2 separate regions of the Mus musculus genome follow, and region 1 is linked to region 2. A link is a contact called in public HiChIP or PLAC-seq data. All regions are on one chromosome and are shown on one strand. The core of a region is the stretch at or near the end of the contact, and the rest is flanking DNA. Distances in the headings are between cores, read along the strand shown.

Evidence for each region. HiChIP or PLAC-seq counts read pairs in DNA pulled down with a chosen protein or histone mark.
Region 1: a contact with region 2 is called in an H3K27ac HiChIP or PLAC-seq map of embryonic stem cells, with 9 read pairs. The contact joins the promoter of Slc16a3 here to the enhancer-like site in region 2. A contact is called at or near these places in 1 of 484 Hi-C or Micro-C datasets (embryonic stem cells), 8 of 115 datasets of contacts at active chromatin or transcription factors (embryonic stem cells, extraembryonic endoderm stem cells, memory CD8 T cells and 2 more) and 3 of 9 other capture datasets (adipose tissue, liver and pancreatic islet).

The regions. Positions count from the first base shown.
Region 1 is chr11:120,947,522-120,951,988 of GRCm38.p6, reverse strand. It overlaps Slc16a3 (solute carrier family 16 (monocarboxylic acid transporters), member 3), which reads right to left and starts at 2,922. Exons shown (of 6, transcript NM_001038653.1): 1 at 2,839-2,922.
Region 2 is chr11:120,848,217-120,852,855 of GRCm38.p6, reverse strand. All of the region lies in intron 18 of Ccdc57 (coiled-coil domain containing 57), which reads left to right. Among named protein-coding and RNA genes, the nearest start is that of Fasn, 26 kb to the right of the region's middle. Within about 2 kb of position 1,560, at least 137 of the 459 cell types and tissues checked have an H3K27ac peak or open chromatin away from gene starts, as enhancers often do. A contact at or near this core is called in adipose tissue, embryonic stem cells, extraembryonic endoderm stem cells and 3 more, where this site is marked.

The sequences.
Region 1 (4,467 bases), core at 1,673-4,172, 98 kb before region 2:
TCACCAGCTGGGGTCTTCAGACCTGGACTAACAGTTCAAGGGAAGCAGACTAGGTGCCCATTAAGTGCCTGTCACCAGAGGGACCAGCCTTGGCCCTGCTTTTGTGGTCAAAGTAAGCAGCAGGAACTAAGGCAACTACAGCCCTTGTGTTGCGCTGCAGATCCCCAAAGAACAAGTAAGGCAGTTGAGGCCAGCACCCAGTATCTCAGGGTGGCAGGGGCAGACGGTTGCTAAAAGGCCCCCTTCCAAGTTCCCTCCTCCCCCCCCCTACCATTGTACAAAAAAAAAAAAAAAAAAGGAAAATGTAGCAATGGGCCTCTCCTCTCTGAGCCCACCCGTGTGCAAAGGTATACCATGGAAAAGTCCCTAGGGGGGTGGTTTCTGGAGAGGCCACCGTGGGCAGCTGGAGGCCTGCAGTGCGTGCCTGGCTCCTCTGCGCTTTGTCCTGTCAGCTCACATCAACTTTGCAGGGATCCGTGGGATAGAAATACTGACCTTGTTTGCCAAAATAGACAGTTGCCCAGAACCAACCATCACACCACCTCAGCCCTGAGATCCCCCTTCTTGTGAGGAACCTTGGCTGTCACAAAATGGGGCAGCCCTAGGGACCTGCTCCGGCTTACTGTGGGAGACCCTTCTTTGCAAAGTTCCACCAAGGCCCTGCTGAACATTGCACGGTCCACTCCTCCACAAGAGCATCTTACGGAGCCCTCGATTCTCATGCAGCCCTCCTCCCTAAAGCCAGAATCTAGATTAAAGCTAAAGGGAGTCTCGGAAGTCATAAGCGCCCTCCAACTCCCATCACTGTCTGGCATAGAGGAGATACAGGTTTGGAGATGGCCGAAGTATGAGTGGGGGTGGGGCTTGGATCAGAGGGCGGCAACCGACTGGAGATAGTGGTCCAGCCGACCTGGGCGGGGTTCAATGGGTCGGGTTAGGGAAGGAAGCTCCGCCCAAGCGGACTCGGGACGTGGGGGACGTGACCGCGCCAAGGGAGGAGCCGCTGCCGTATTGCCTGGAGTAGGCGGTCCTCTGCTTCTACCGTACTTGCAGCTCACGGCGCCAAATGCCCTGAGAGACCTAAGACTCACCCGTAGATTAGCTTGCAAGGCGGGCCAGTTCATTCTGCCCTTCACGAAGGCGAGCGAGGGCGCGCGACTGAACCTCTGGGATGCTGAGATGGGCTAGTTCATTATCCATCTACCCCCTCATGGCCCATTCCACTGATGGGAACAACGGCCAGAAGTCTGCTCTTGCCGCTAGGGCGGTCTCCATTCCTAACCTGCCCCTGAGCCAGTGCTCAGTGCCAGCTGGACCAAGGCCTGGTCCAGAGGTCTCTAATTGCTTAGCATCACCATCCAGAAAGTCCCGCATGGGGCCCAAAGGTGTCTGCTTCTGGGCCTCCCCAGCCCTCCCCTTTCTGACCAGTTCACTGGAGGATTAGAGTCCTAAAGTCCCGGAACACCGGCATACTGTGGGGTCCCACGCACTGGCCCCTTCAACATTACTTCTTGATGGTTCTAAGGCCTACTGTGCTTTCTCCTCGCTGCCCCTCGAAATTTAGGCATCCAAGCAGTGAGATCGTTTTTACGGGGAGCAAGCCCTGCCCAAGGTCACTGGTGATGTGGCCAAGTCCATCTTGGAACCAAACCACTGGTTATTCAAAGTCCTTGCCAAGAAGGGGCCACATGTATCTCGGTAGTGTCCTCAGTGCCCCTTAAGGGGTAGACTCATCCTTTGCACAGCATCCTAGCTGTGCACTAGTCACTGCTCATCCTGAGTGAGTCCACACACTTTTAGGACTGTCCTCGTTCCTCAACACGGACGGACCCAGCACCCACGGGACACCAGCCAACTTTGGGCCTGTACAATGATGCCGGGAGCCCTCGGGGATAACCTGCTCCCAACAGAAGAACTTTGGGAAAGCTAATGAGCCTGTGTTATGGGGAGAACCTTGCCGTTACGCTCAGACCAACCTGTTGTCCTGAAAGGGTTCCTGTCGGCCTGGGCCCTGCTGCCCTCTCCTTGCTTGTCACCCAGATTCCAAGCACTATCAGCTGTCCAGAGTTAACAGTTTCTTGAGCCTGTCTGTTGACTGGACCAGCATCCAGGCAGGCGCCTAGTCAACCCACTTGTCAGGTAAGAAAACAGACCGTGCCTGGTTTTCCTATCGGATGAGAATAGAGCAAACAGAGCCCACTCCGGAGGAAAACCCCACTTTCATGTGCCTAGTTTGGGTTAATAGTGGTGGCTGGGTAAGAGTTGATGAGTTTAAGATGGTAGAAAAGGTGGATGTAAAGAGATGAAAGAGACCCGAGGGCATACCTCCCCCAACGTGGCACCATTCCGAAGCGCACGTGTCCCTCTCTCTCACTGGGCGGCCTGCTGACGCCCGCTGGAGATTCGGGGTTCCAAGGAGGCTGTAGCATTCCCACCAAATATAGCCCAGGTTCCCCGGCCGTCCGGCCACGCTCCAACCCTCTTGGGCCGAGCTATTTATACTCTGGACGTTTGGTCGCCCAGGGCAGCTGCCCTCCTGGACGAAGCCCAGCCCCCGAGGGCTACCGGATGGATAGATAGGCGTCTACGAGGGCAGGGAAGCAGGATGCAAGCGCGCAACTGGCTGTTCATGGCCCTTTGGTGGAGCCGCAGTGGTGAGAAGGTTCTCCAAGTCAAGAAAGAATGGGGCTGGAGAACCAGGAGGAGAGAGGGTCAGGGGCCGGGAGCTCCAGGTCTGGATCCCCCGCCTGATGATCGAAGGCCCCAAACCTTGGGCGACTGGAGGCGGGGGGAGGGTCCCAGCCTCGCTCCGCGCGCCAAGCATCTCGCCGCGCCTACCTGTTACCGCCAGCCGCTGTATCTGCCTCTGTCCGCCTTGGCTGCCCGGCGCCGCGCCGGGGGCGACTTTAAGTGCTCTCATCCGTCGCGCGGCACGTCCCCCGCGCACGTCACCGCTGCCTGGCGCCGCCCCTGCCCTCCCCACCCGGACCCCGCGCCGCTGCCGGAGGGGGCGCCCTGGCCGCTGTTCCCCGACGGCGCGGACAATGCCATCTCCACTTAACAGGGAGACCAGGCTGGCACTCGCTCTATAGGCGCCCGGGGCCCGGGCCCCACCCAACGCAGACCTTCTCACTGTTCTCTTCCGCGCCCTTGGGCCGTGACTACCCACCTCTGCTTCCCATTCTACCCTCCATTTATCCCCTCCCAAGACTGTGGGCTCCTTCCATGATTCCTGCAAGAGAGTGGCAATGTCCTCGCTATCTCCGAGACTGGGACCTTTTGCCCTCCAGACCCTGGCCTTCTGGCCTGCGCCTTCTGCCGGGTGGCACACGCCCCCACCACACCTCATGCACACAGGGCTCCTGCCGCCTGCCTACTTCGGACTTTCGCCCCATCCAAACCACCATACCTTGCTCGTGCCTCAGCCTGGGCTATTGTGTGGCTGTGGCAGCTGTCTTCCCTAGTTAGGAAGACTCAGGCACCTTGGACTGACCGGGGATCTTGGGCAAGGCTGTCAACCTCCCTGAACTTCCGTTTTCCCCTGTGGTCGGGGCCCTGCAACAAAGTCAGATACAGGCACTGACACAGCCCTGCTCTGTCGCCCCTCAACTCCTATAGAAGTGATTTTTATGGGGGGATTTCTGCTCCACTCTAGCCTGTATAGCTCCCTGGGGGGCGGGGGGGGGGGCAAAGAAACCTGGTGTTTTTATTAACAAGCTGTAAGTTTAAACCGGGCAGGTTCTGAGATTGCTATAACATCCTAACTATAGACGCCACATTACTTGCCAACTGAGTCTTGCTGTGTTTGCTCTGCCCCATGAGTGTCCTCAGCGATTTTCTCTCGGCCACGTGCTCATGGTCCATCCTCCCAGACCATCCTGCCTCAAGGCAGGCCTCTTCCTTCCCCTGCCTTTTTCCTTTTCCTGGTACCTACTGGAGATACCCCTACTCATCTCAAGTTCCACCTTCCTCTCTTTCCTGCCCAGTCACAGGCTTTAGCCTTTTACTATCCAATCAGAAGTTATTGGGGAGCATTCTCCACAGCACATTGGTCAATACGCTGCCCATGTCCAGACTGCAACCTGATCTTGGGGCACAGAACTCTTGGGGCATCTGAATACACAGAGCACAAGAGCAATCCTAACACTCCCAGCCCAGTGTGGGAGATGAGGACAGGACAGCAGCTTTGCATGCTGCTCTACAAATGCTGACTTCCCGGAAAGGAACAGGATTGGGAGAGAGTAGAGCCATTCTGAGCTGGGAGAGTTCTTTCCAGTCCTCCGAGGGGTGCAAGGGGTGCCGATTCAAACCCATGCCACACAATGGAAATGACCAATGACCGGGCAGTTTGGGTGAGGAGATGAGGAGGCATCTCGGAGTATGGCCTTTGGTGGACAGGGCCCAAGACACTTACCCTAGGGTACCCAGTCCATCTCACTTCTAATGTGGCTCCTAAATGACCCCAGG
Region 2 (4,639 bases), core at 311-2,810:
TCATCCAGAAGCAACTGTCTCTAAAGCTCAGTTTCCAGACAGCCCTCATCTCCCTTCTTGGAGTGCAGCTATAGGTGCCCCTGAATGTCTTTTCCAGGAATTAGCATTGTCCCGCCTCCCTGTTGTCTGTCCCAGGAATGCAAGTGGCCAGATATATCAGAGAACCGACCGCCTCCCTGGAAGAAAGGGGCTCCCGTGGCAGCCTGGTTGCCTCTGGCCTCCCTCAGATGGAAACAACCTGTGCAGGCGGCAGCTGGAACACCAACCTCCCCACAGCTGACTCCAGTCCGCCCACTGCCTGGTTAGTTGCCTTCCACCTACCCAGCTGCCAGGGGCAGGTGCACCGTGCCTTTAAACACACTTTTGCCCCTTTCCTTCCAATAGCCCTAAGCAGCTTGCTTTTTTATTGTATCTGAAGATCTTTTCAGAGTATGTGTGGGCTGGTAGATCTTTGGGGTCATCCACAGCGTGACCATGCTCATCTTGTCTCAGGGTCTCATGTGTGTCATCGTCCATATTAGATGTGGTGCTGCAATGTGTGTCCCTATCCTTGTGGGAGCCATGGTTGGACAATTATCTAGAAGGGAAATAGCTGGGTCAAAGGTGTAGGTAGTTTGAAGTGTTACCAAACTGTTCTAAAAAAAATCCGGCCCTGTGCCAGCAGCTGCCTGCCGGCAAGCAGCTCTCTGCTCCAGTGCCCAGACCTTTCCCCAGTCTGATAAATGACAATGATACTTCATTGTTGGTCTTAATTTACAGGTTGGTTTTTTTGGGAGGAGGATGGGGTTTTTGTTTTGTTTTGCTTTGCTTTGCTTTTTGAAACAGGGTTTCCTGTAGCTCTGTCTCGTTTCAAACTCTATGTAGCTTAAAATGACTTTGAGCTTTTGATCCTCCTGCCTCAGCACCTTAATTCTCAGTCACTAGTTTTGTTGCTGTTGTTCACCTGGCTGCTTTGTTGATGTTTGTTTTTGTGTGGCAGGGTGTGACTGAATAGCACCGACCTTCCTGGAACCACGCTTTGTGTAGTCTAGGCTGGAATTGACTAAAATCCCCCTGCCTCTGCCTGCAGAGTGCTGAGATTAAAAAGTGTGTGCCACCACACCTAGCCCATTAACCTGCAGTTTTGAAGCTGTAGACAGTTCCTGGTTGGCTTTAATGTGAACTTGTGACCTTTTCACAGAGGACAATTGAAACTGAGGACTTAGGGTAACAGGCTCACTGGGGAGGATAAAGGAGTACTAGGAAAGGGACAGGTCCTGGGAGACCAGAGGCAGGGCAGAAGGTCCATGCCCACAGGGATCAGGGATGGGGTTCTAGGTGGGACTGTCCTGAGCAGCCAGTATCTGGAAGGTACCCTTCAGTGCTAGGTCAGCTCTTGGTTTGAAGTATACAAGATGAAGTCCCAGGTACAGTGATCCCATTTTCAAGTAGAAACCAGGCCAGATCATGGCCAGCTGGGTGAAAAAAGGGTTTAGGAGGAGGGCTAAAGTTGTCCATGGGACAAAGGGTCATGGGCGTGGAAACTCCTAAGGAATGTGGCTACTGGTTGGAACTAGCCCAGCCCCTCCCTGCTCAGTACTAGGCTCCAAACTTTTGTCAACTTCTTGCACCAAACTGAAGGCTACACAGTACAGTGCAATGTTTGAGTTAGGTTTTTTGTTTGGTTGGTTTTTTAGTGTTGTGGGCTGTTTTTAGTGCATCCTTATGGCACAAGACTCTAATTCCAGCTCGTGGTAGGCAGAGAAAAGAGGAGCATCATGAATTACAGACCAGCCTGGGTCATTTCTTAAGTCCTGCTTACATAGCCCACCCGCTGTGGAGATTCTGACTGTAACAGTGACCACACTGTGTACTACCAGGCTTCTCTAATCTGGAGATCCAGAGGAAAAAGGAAAAAGAACAGCTCACCCTTGTCTGATGGCCTGACAGTAGAGCCTCCCTGTCCTAGACTCAGCTTGAATGGCCAGCCCTTTACCTCAGGCCTCACCAGGAGAACACTCGTACAGGGGAGGGGTGGGAGGACAGGCAGGAAGTGGCTAATGGGCTAGGCCTGGACACACCTACTCTGGCTCCTCCCTGGCTCTGTAGATCTAATGAGCTTCTGTTTCTAGGGAAGCTAGAAAATGATTTTTTTTTTCTTCAAAATGTTCACTTTGAGAACAAAAACCAAACTGTTTGTTGATTGAAACAGGGTTTCCCTGTGTAACCCTGACTATCTGTCCTGGAACTCACTCTGTAGACCAGGCTGGCCTGGAACTCAAATCCACTTACCTCTGCCTTCCTAGTGCTGGGATCAAAGGCATGCACTGCCACTCCCTGGCTACAAAACAATTCTTGTAAGGACTGGAGGACATACCTTTGTGGGTAAAAGTGCTTGCAGCTCAAGGCTAAGGACTGGAGTTCAGATCCCAGCACCCACATAGGCCGAGTGTGGCAACATGCACCTGTCATGGTGGATTTGGGGGATGCTGGCAAGTTTAGCTGAGACAGCATGTTCCAGATTCTGTGAGAGACCTTAACATTAGGAAACAGCCCGCTATGATGGTGCATGCCTTCAATCTCAGCACTAGGGATGCAGGGTGGGTAGAGCTGTCTATGGTTCAAGGCCAGACACAATAGAGTAACCATGTATCAAAAGATGAAGGTGCTGTAATCCCAGCACTCGGGACACAGGTAGATTTCTGAAGCAGAAACTTGTCAATTGGATGGTGTTTTGTTGGGACACACATGAAGGAACGTTTAGCTGAAGTGGACACAGGTGAAAGACTAAGGAATGTTTGGCTGAAGCAGGCATAGATAAAAAGGTGTTTTGTTAAAGCAAGCACATGAAAGGACGTGTGGTGAAAGATTTTTTTTATTAAGGACACACATGTATTGGTCTGTCTTATATTGTGTAGTTGAGCTGTATTTATCGGGACTCAATAGAAAGAAATACAGCAAAAAACAAAAACAAAAAAACTTCTGGTGGTGTGCCACAGTTTCTTGTCCCTTGAGTGGACTTGGGGTGATTGACAGAGTGATGTCAGCTGTGACAGACCCACATGCTGAGACAAGACCTGTAGAAGACACATGTTTAGACAGTATAAATAGGACTCAACGGACAATGACCAAGGCTGAGCTTGGCTTGCTTATAGAACTAGCTGTGTACTGCCTGTGGGTCTCATGTCTTCGTTGGTCTTCGCTTCCCTGAGAGAGTCACAGCCTAACCCTGAGAACTCCTCCTGGTATTCCTCCAGGTCCCTCCTGCTGACTTGAGCTAAGGCTGATGCCTGTCTGTTCCTATTAGGCCGTGACACTGCTGCTACTACCCTGATATTTCTGTTTGTAACTGGTGTTTCTCAATGGATGGAGCTGCCTCTGCTAACCTATAAAGTGAACTGCCAATTTCCAGACAACACAGACAGGACTTAATCCAGAGAATCATTTCTAAACAGGTCCACTTTCCCTGTATCCTTTCTTTTCCACTACCTCTGGTGGATGGTGGGCTAAAGGGAGGTTAAAACATTTTAAAACCATCATTAAAAATCGTGTTTTAAAGCCGGGCGTGGTGGCACACGCCTTTAATCCGAGCACTTGGGAGGCAGAGGCAGGTGGATTTCTGAGAGTTCAAGTCTACAAAGTGAGTTCCAGGACAGCCAGAGCTATACAGAGAAACCCTGTCTCGGAAAAAAAAAAAAAAAGAAAGAAAAGAAAAGAAATTAAAGTTACAGATTTCTCCCAGTTTGAGTACTGTAATCCAAGCACTCGGGAGGCAGAGGCAGGAGGGTCCCAGAGCAGATCATCCTGCTCTACAGAGTAAGTTCTAGAGAAACCCTGTTTCAAAAAACCAAAATAAATAAATAAAATAAGATAAAGGGCTGGCAAGATGGCTTAGTGGATAAAGGAGTGTGCTGCCAAATCTGACAAGTAAAATTTGGTCCCTGGGAAACATCGAGGAAAGAACACCACAAGTTAACGTCTGACCTTCATATACATGCTGTGACAGCATGTGCCACACACTCATAAAACAACAAAAAAGTGGGGGGCCGGAGAGATGGCTCAGCCGATGTTAGCACATGTTGCTCTTGCCAAGGGTGCAGGTTTGAGCCCAGCACTCACATACTGCTCACAACTATATGGAACTCCAGTCCTAGGGCCCAGCACCCTTTCACTCAGCAGGCATATGTACACTGGCACACTTACTGTCTCGAAGGAAAGATACCTATATGCATAAAAGAAAATAAGTAAAAGTTTAAACCTCCTTTTAAAAAGATTTATTATTAGCCGGGCGTAGTGGCACACGCCTTTAATCCCAACACTTGGGAGGCAGAGACAGGCGGATTTTATTTATTTAATGTATATGAGCACATGGTAGCTGTCTTCAGACACACCAGAAGAGGGCATCGGATCCCATTACAGATGGTTGTGAGCTGCCATGTGGTTGCTGAGAATTGAACTCAGGATCTCTAGAGGAGCAGTCAGTGCTATAAATTGCTGAGCCATCTCTCCACCCCCCCTTTAAAAAACTTTTAAAAATTAGTTAAATTAAGCTTAAAAATGTTCACTCTTGTACATTAGCACTTATTTGAGGCAAAACAGATATGGGCCAATCCCAGAGGTTTTCAAACTCAGGGAAGCTCACACTCCTGAAGCTTCACCT